2 separate regions of the Zea mays genome follow, and region 1 is linked to region 2. Evidence: chromatin contacts called from public Hi-C data. All regions are on one chromosome and are shown on one strand. The core of a region is the stretch at or near the end of the contact, and the rest is flanking DNA. Distances in the headings are between cores, read along the strand shown. Region 1 holds the start of TAC1 (Protein TILLER ANGLE CONTROL 1). Region 2 holds the start of LOC103647997 (NC domain-containing protein-related).

Region 1 (3,985 bases), core at 977-3,476, 140 kb before region 2:
TTTAAGTAAGCAACGATTCAACACGTATCTATTTGTACAATCTATTAACAATCTAGATTTGGTGGCGTGTGCCAAAAAAAATAGCCTGGAAAATATTATTACTTTGTTAGGAAGATTAACCAAGAAAAAATTGCAACAGTACACAATGGTCCACAAAATACCTAGCATGTTGATTTGATAACCAACTGATCCTTGAGTAGGACTCAACAATATATGTAATTCAAAGGACAATTTTAGAAAGCAGATTACCAAATAGAGAAGCAAATTTGTCGGCAAGAATAAACATCATGCAGTAAGGGGGCCCTCTGCATTGCTACGCCCATTGAGCTGCTCTGGGTGGATCTTCTTCCCCAACATCTTCCTCATGACCTACTTAGTTTCATAAGACAACCAAAATCAATAGATGCTTTGCAGGTTAGTAGTCGTTCAGTGCAAAATAGGTTAGATACATCATGCTTGCTTAGCTAGCCAACCATATTTGATCGGGATTAAGAAACTAAGTGGCATGGAATAAATAACTTGGACCACTTCTAGGATAGCAAGAGATGCATAATTATGAGGAGATATGCAATTCTGCCAGTTTAGGACATATGACACAACTTATTAGCCTATAACACATTCTTCTCATGAGCTTCTGTTCTTTCTGGACGAGTATGCCTTTAGGGTGTAATCATATGAGGGTTCTTATATCAGATGAGCCTGGGGTACTTAAATTGCTACAGGGTGTAAATTAAGATAGCAATCAATCAGAGTAGAAAGATTCTTGTCAATATTTGAAATATGATATTTGCAACCGAGAACCGACATAAAGTGTTGGGTGAAGAAAGCAAGCCATACCCGACTTAATTTTCTTGTCGCTTTCAGTGGTTTTGGTGTTGGCTTCCTTGGTTTCTTTTGATGCATCTTTTCCATGCATGATGCATGCTTTGAAGTGGATGCCACAGCAACGTCAATGATATCCTGGCAACTATACTCCCTTGGAGAACTTGATGAGAATACTTCTGCTGCAAATAAATCAGCAAGTGTAGTTCTTACTTTCTCCACCTTTTCTAACATCAGAAGTGGTCGTTCCTGGATATTAGCACCTCCCCCATCTTCCACCTCACGTATCAGGATTTCTTCTGCTACAAAGCATGTAAAGTTGTCTTCTTTCATTGACAATGAATGCATCTTAGCAGGCTCAACAATAGGCCATACTGGTTCACATGGCTCTGTTTCCAATGCAACATCTTCTTTCACCTGATCATTCCTGGGTTCCTCATCATCTCTCTCTTCCACAATTGCTTTCTCATCATCCATGATAAAGAGATCATCTTCTTCAATGCAAGCCACAGGGCAAAGTGAGTCCACGTGATGGCCAAGTGTGCCAATTGCAAGTATACCATTAAGAAGCACATCATGGAGCAGAAGGGCTTCAGTATCTTTCTCAACCACACTATGAGGCACAGAGTCCTTGTCCTCCATGGCTGTTGCATTATTCCAAAGAAAAAGAAGTCGACAAAATAAGAACAAAGAAAAGTATATTAGATCGCATAAAAGAGAGGCATCCTAGGAACATGCTTACCTTTGCTACCATGGATGCTGCAGTACTCAGTATTAGAATGCATCCTCCGATTCAACCAATGAAACACCTGGCAGTGTCATGATTCATGAGAACATGTAGATCATTAACAATATAGGCACTCAATACAAGAATAGCAGCTTCAATATCATGGTCAACAGGATAAAGAGAAACTGCAAAGATAGCACAGATCAAATACTGACAGGGAGTGCATCGTAAGCAAAACTGAATCACCTTTAGGCCCATGTCTCTAGGACCAATCTGAAATCACAGGAGAGAGGCAGACAGTAGCATTAGCCTCAAAGGCATGGCATGGCTTTATATGAAGAACTAGCCCCATAATTGAATGGTCCAGGAGACAAAAGATGGAGTTTTGGTTGCACTGGCTTGGCCTGACTCAAGCCAAGTAAATTCTTTCACTGAGGCCTCACTCGCCCCATAATTGAATCAGGGATGATGACGCGAGTGAACGGCGCGGGGACCTTGGGGGAGGTGGAGAGCTGCTCAGGATCCTCGGGGGTAGTAGTGGAGGGTGCGGCGGGAGGGGGGCGCCAGGGGAAGCGGAAGCGGTGGAGGCAGCGGAGCGAGACGTGGAATAACGCCTCGGTGAAGGAGGGCAAAAGGGCGACGAGGAGGAGCGGGGACTGGCAGGCGAGGGCCCCGCGGGAGGCGCGGCAGGAGCTCGAGGGAGGTCAGGCGGGAGGTGATGGGATGGGGTCCATCTGGGCCGAGCTAAATAGGCCGACAAACGGTACGATCCGTAGTGGTTTGATACTGCACGGTAGGGCGATTCATATTGAGCCTATTTGGAATGTTTCTAACTCTGGTCGAAGCTGGTCCACTCTAAGAGACTAAAGACTATGAGTGGAGTAAGCTCTGAGTGAAGTTATAGTTAACCAAAATGAGTGTTTGGCTACCGGCTCTAAAAATAAAATACAACATAGCCCAATAAAATATACATCCCACCGGTCAACCTCGTATTTACCCTTTCTCCATCTCTTCCTCTCTCTCATCTCTTCCCCACGAGCAGCACCTGGCCACGGAAGTACTCTCTCCGTTCCAGAAATGTTGTCGTTTAACTTTTTTAGACCCAATTTGACCAGTTTATCTTATTCAAAATATTTGTGAAAATATAGAAATTTTAGTTTATAGTTAAAGTAAATGGTATGATAAACTAAATCATAATGAAAATAAACAATAATTATGATTTTATTGAATAAAACGAGCCAGTTAAACTTTATCTCAAAAAGTCAAACGACATTCTTTGTGGGACAGAGGTAGTAGTAGTTGAGGAGCAGCTTTGCCTTCGTCCTTGCTGGTGTACCACCCGACGATGAAGAACTCGGTGCTGACAACAACGACATACGAGATAGTGGCGTGTGTGAGCATGAGTCTCCTCGCGGCGTTCACGCCAACGACGCATGTGGCGCAGCCATGCCAGAGAGGTTTAAGGTCTTGGCGTCGGCGCGCAAGCAGCAGCGGGCGGCGAAGTTGGCGGCGAGCAACAGGGCCGGGTAAAACTCGCTGCAGTTGACAGCGAGCGCTTCGACAATTGACAATGGGACACCAGCCTTGGTGAAGGGGTTGTCGAGCGTGGGGGAAGAAGAGCGGCGATGGTGGTCGAGACTCGAGAGGTAGACGGAAGAGATAATTGTATATTTGGGACTCTAAATATAGCGCTTCGCAATATTGCCATCCGAAAGATTTACGTCGCAAAAAAGGACTGCAAACATCTTCTACTTGATTATACTACCATTTAAAGTATTGTCTTGCTTTTCTAATCTAATTTCATGTATTTTGTCCCTGATTAGCCATTTTTACTCGTATGTAATTATATGCACTAACTGAACTTACTACTCGTCTGTGCTCTCGCGCTCAACAGGATCAACAGCTGGCCAACAGGAAGCCAATTGCAACACCAGAAAGCTAGTGTTTGCAATTTGCAGCTTGTCTGCGCAGGAACCAGGAAGCTGGTTGTCGGCGTTTCGACCCCGGGGGGTCACTGGACCGACGAGTAAATTGTCGCTGCGTGCCCCAGCCCAGATGGGTCGGCGCGAGACGGAACACAAAGAGGGGAAAACCGCGACTTCGTGTTGTCCTGCGCCCAGGGTGGATGCGCTTGCAGTAGGGGGTTACAAGCGTTCGCGAGGGAGAGAGGGAGAGAGCCTGTCCGTAGGCTCGTCCTCCCGCGCGGCCACCTCCTCATACGAGGGCCCTGGACCTTCCTTTTATAAATGTAAGGAGAGGGTACAGGTGTACAATGAGGGGTGTAGCAATATGCTAACGTGTCCGGCAGAGATGAGCCAGAGCCCTATCTACATGCCAACGTGGCTGTCGGAGAGGTGCTAGTGCCCTGTGCATGTGATGTCGTGGCCGTCGGAGGAGCGCTTGAGCCCTGTAGAAGCACAGCTGTCGGGGCTGTCG
Region 2 (4,429 bases), core at 110-2,609:
CAAGTAGTAACCCAGTGGAACTGACTCCACCCCCTTGGGCCTTATTCGGTTTGAAGCTACAATCATCCTCAATCCATCTCTAACCGAACAAGTCTTGAGGGGATCTTACTCTATTAGGCTGTGTTTGGTTAATATAGTATTCACTTCAATCCGTATGTATTGAGGTGGATTGGGATGTAAATTGGTTTAATTTACACCCCAATCTATCTCAATAAGGATCAATACTAGAACATCCAAACAAGATCCGAGGGGGCTAGTTTGGAAATTTAAATTTTCTTGGAGATTGGAGAGGATTAAGATGGAAATGAGTTTGTTTCTCCTCCAATTTCTGAAGGGTATTTAAGTTTCGAAGCTAGAGTTCAGAGAAAACTCTAGGGATCCAAGGGCCCCTTCCAGATGCATATTTGTCGCCCTTTGCATACGTACCCTGCATGCATATGGGGTACGTTTGGATTGCTTTCCATGGGCATCCAAACCAAAAAAAAGGTCGTTGACCATTGGCAACTTGTATATTTAGATGGATGTCAAATATTGGCCTGCCAAAGCCACATACCCAACTATTTAGTTATTTTTTCGCTGCCAATCTTTGGGCAGCCAAAATGGACGCCAAACTTTGGTCGGCCAATGCATGTAACTTTGGGCAATATCCAAACGTACCCATGATGCCTTTTTTCTCTCTACAAATTCACACTCCACGCATAATTGATTGCCAGGTTGAGGATGGATTGGAGCATAATGCTGTGTCAAGTAGATGGCATCTAGATGACATCATGCGTACTTTCGAAAGCGATCAGTGCGTTGTCAGCTATTCCCTCCGTTTCGTTTTACAAGTCGTTTCCAACAACTTCGTGCAGATTAAGGAACATATGAATTGACGATTTTGCCCTTTCACACGTCTCGGCTTAGACCTTGGCATTTCACCCAATCTTATATAGATTCTGCTCCAGCTGGTAAACACCTATCGCAAGGAACAAAAATAGTAGTTTACTTTTTACTTCAACTAACTATTATGACTCGTTTTATTTTGCACTAGCGACGACAACTAAAATAAAACGGCGGCGCTTTGCTGCAGCGCCGCACTGAGATGTGGCTACCTTGTCCAACTGAAACTGCCGCTACAGTATGTGTGCGGATCAGGTCAGGTCCGAAAGACGCCATCAACCCGTTACTGCTCTCGTCGCGACACAGCCTCCCTCGAAAATGTTACTATCACCTATCACCATCTACGAATGAAGCTTTAAAACAACGACAAGCATCGAGCTGATGAAGCATCTAGCCTACAAAAGCGAGTGGAGCCGCGATCAACATCGGGAGCTCGTGCCACGCCGGCTCGGTTAGGTGCGGTGCGGTGCGCGACAGAGGTTGGTGTCCGGTCCTGTACCGCTGTACGGCCGTACCCTCTAGGCACCCCCGCGCGCGTCCTACCTACACCACCGTCGGCGTCGTATCAGGGCCCGGCCGGCCCTGTCTCACCGACGCCGCTTTTATACAGCTCCCACCTCCACTCCTCTGCCCCTCTCGTCTCGTCTCGGCTTTGTATATAGCCCGGAAGCCTGCTTGCGCACAACAACAACTCTGCATGACTCCACTAGTCCACCATCCGCCGCCTCCCCTTGCGGGCTGCAATGGACGGGGTATTTGTGCTAGAGCTTTAGAGGCGCGCGGCGGGGGTGCGAGTGCGAGTGCGGCCGCCGACGCGCGGGCGAAGGAGGCAGCGGGATGGGGCTGCTGTCGAACCGGGTGGAGCGGTCGGAGATCAGGCCCGGCGACCACATCTACACCTGGCGGGCCGTTTACGCCTACTCCCACCACGGTACGCTCCTCAATCCCCTCCTCCGACGGCGACAAGCTTTCCTGTCCTCACGAGCTCTAGTAGCCAAGTGCCGCCTTCGGCCACCCGATCGGCCGCTCCGGTTCGCCGAAGCGAGTCGCTATGTGCACAAGTGAAAGTGAGTTGTTCACCGGAATTCTGGCTCGCCCGCCCTGCCTCAGTTTGGCTTCATCGTGCGCGAATGCCGCTTCATTGTTCGCCTCAATTAGCTAAGCTAAATCTGCGAGGTTTTCGTCGTCCTCCTGTCTGCAGAAATTTCCCTGCAAAAACCATGCCGATTCCTATGCGGTTATGTATGCCCTCCACTATTTTACTCTTTTTGAGATTTTTGATGGCACCAGTTTGGTGGCAGTGGATTACTGCAACTCTGTAACCGACAAATAAGTTGGGGGACACACACACACATGATGCCATGTTTCAACTCCATCTAATCTCACCACGCCTGGTTAGGCATGGAGATGGGGCTTCCAGTGAGGATACCATTCTCTGTACACAAACCTTTCCAGATGGATAGGATGCCACATGCTTTGTCACTGTGTCCTACTATTCTGCTTTCCATGCAGAACCAGAACAAACGGTACATGTTGCTGCTCACCTACTGTTTACCAACGTTTCTGTCTGTTTCTGTGATTTGTTGTTTTTAGTGTGGAGCAGCCTTATTGTTAACTGAGATAACTTGCAGGAAAGAAACACCGCAGGCTATAAGGTTGACCCATACTTTACTGTGCCTGATAAATGGCTAGTTTAGTCCTAGCTGCTGTAAAACTCCGACCACCAAAGCATCCTATGCTAATTAAGTTGTTTCAGTCACCTTTACTAGTTGACGTAACTTTCTTTTATTTACCACAGTACTTTTACTTTGCATCTCTTTCGTTTCAGATAACAGAGGTTTTTGACCCTCATTTAGGAAGCTTAGACGACCCTTCTACAGTGTCACAACTGTGCTATAGGGACAGTGTGTCTCCACAGTGAGTGCCTACTGTTGGCTGATGCCATGTTCTACTACTCCAACTCCATAAATTAAAGTGGTCCTTTATGGTAATTTAGTGAGGCCCATATCTTGGGAGGACAAGATCTGGGTTCTGCTGCGCTACCTGCACCTGCACGAAAAGCTGCTCGATTTGTTGGAACAACCCTGTTTGGCTTCTTCTCTTGCATCATACACCCTCTCTGGGCTCTGAATTACTTTGCCAACTAATAGCATTTTTACATGTTCCAGCAAAGCAAATTATCCATTACTAAGAGAACATCAGCATGTTGTCCACACCAGGGCAATATGTAAAGCAATGATATATCGCTAACTGCCGTTTCGAAATTCCTTTTCCGTTGCTTCTCAAGCAATTTTCTCGTGTATGTTCAGGCATCTATGTTGGAGGAAGCAAGGTGGTCCATTTTACGCGAAAGAAAGAAACCGAAAGTTCAGATTCATCAGACTTCACCTCCAGCTTAATCTCAGGGGTTCCGTCAGAGTGCCCAACATTCCCTGACTGTGGATTTCAGCTGCCCAGCAGTGGCGTCGTCCTCACTTGCTTGGACTGTTTCGTCCGCAGTGGCTCCCTCTACTGCTTCGAGTATGGGGTGCCATCTGCGGTTTTCCTTGCAAAGCTTCGTGGGGGGACCTGCACCACTGCCGAATCAGACCCACCAGAGGTTGTCGTCCATCGAGCCATGTGCTTGCTCCAGAAGGGCTTTGGAAATTACGATATCTTCGAGAAGAACTGTGAAGACTTTGCACTCTACTGCAAGACTGGGCTTCTACCGGTCGAGGATCCTGGCATTGGGACTAGTGGGCAAGCTTCTTCTGCCATCGGTGTGCCGTTGGCAGCTCTTCTGTCCACCCCGTTCAAGCTTCTGGCTGCTGGCCCGCTTGGAATGGCCACCGTCACAGCTGGGATGTACTGTGCTGGCAGATACATTACCGACATAGGAGTAAGGAAGGACGTAGCAAAAGTTGAGGTGGAGAAATTGTCATCACACCCCGGTTTCCACCTTGTCGAAGACGAAGGATCAGTTAACAAGCGGTCAGAAAAGCCGAAGTCCTTGCTCCCTATGAAGAGGAAACGAGGAAGGTGAGTGTGAAACACAGCTTTGGGGTGGGTGGTTGGGTGGGGCGAACTACACTGCCCTTCAATTGGTGCCGAATTGTGGATAATTTGGGATATAGTATATGCTCCACTGTAATAAGACTGGATGGTATAGATATCTGTCTTCAGAATGTGCTCTAATTGGGTTAGGCGCACGCGCACCCCTCACATGGTCAATTGTAACTCATAAATTTAATCATCAAATCACTATATAATGTAGATTTTGTTCTATGTTGTTTCCAGTCTTGTGCTGCAATTAATAATAGTTATAGTATTCTTTACTGATCTGGGAGATCACCGTATCTGTAGTTACTCGGTAGGGCAAACTGTCGGCAATGTTTCTTCCGTATGACATTGCTGAATGACTACTTGTTCAGATTCTACTAGTCGACTATATATGTAAGTCACGGCCGAAACTTACCGCACTTTTTTTTTTGCATGTGGGTGTAATTCTGTTACGACATGGCGAAGATGCTTGTTGTTTCCCATGGAAATTACTCTACGTCCATGGCTA

Evidence for each region. Hi-C and Micro-C count contacts between places; a contact is called where the count stands out from the background.
Region 1: a contact with region 2 is called in a Hi-C map of leaf, with 6 times the contacts expected there. The contact joins the promoter of TAC1 here to the promoter of LOC103647997 in region 2. A contact is called at or near these places in 2 of 25 Hi-C or Micro-C datasets (both in leaf).

Annotation. Positions count from the first base shown.
Region 1 is chr2:201,150,463-201,154,447 of Zm-B73-REFERENCE-NAM-5.0, reverse strand. TAC1 (Protein TILLER ANGLE CONTROL 1) reads right to left here and starts at 2,226. Exons shown (of 5, transcript NM_001177173.1): 1 at 1,796-2,226; 2 at 1,565-1,631; 3 at 838-1,466; 4 at 250-369. The coding sequence starts at 1,807. The coding sequence ends at 286.
Region 2 is chr2:201,009,964-201,014,392 of Zm-B73-REFERENCE-NAM-5.0, reverse strand. LOC103647997 (NC domain-containing protein-related) reads left to right here and starts at 1,359. Exons shown (of 2, transcript XR_004856407.1): 1 at 1,359-1,813; 2 at 2,711-4,146.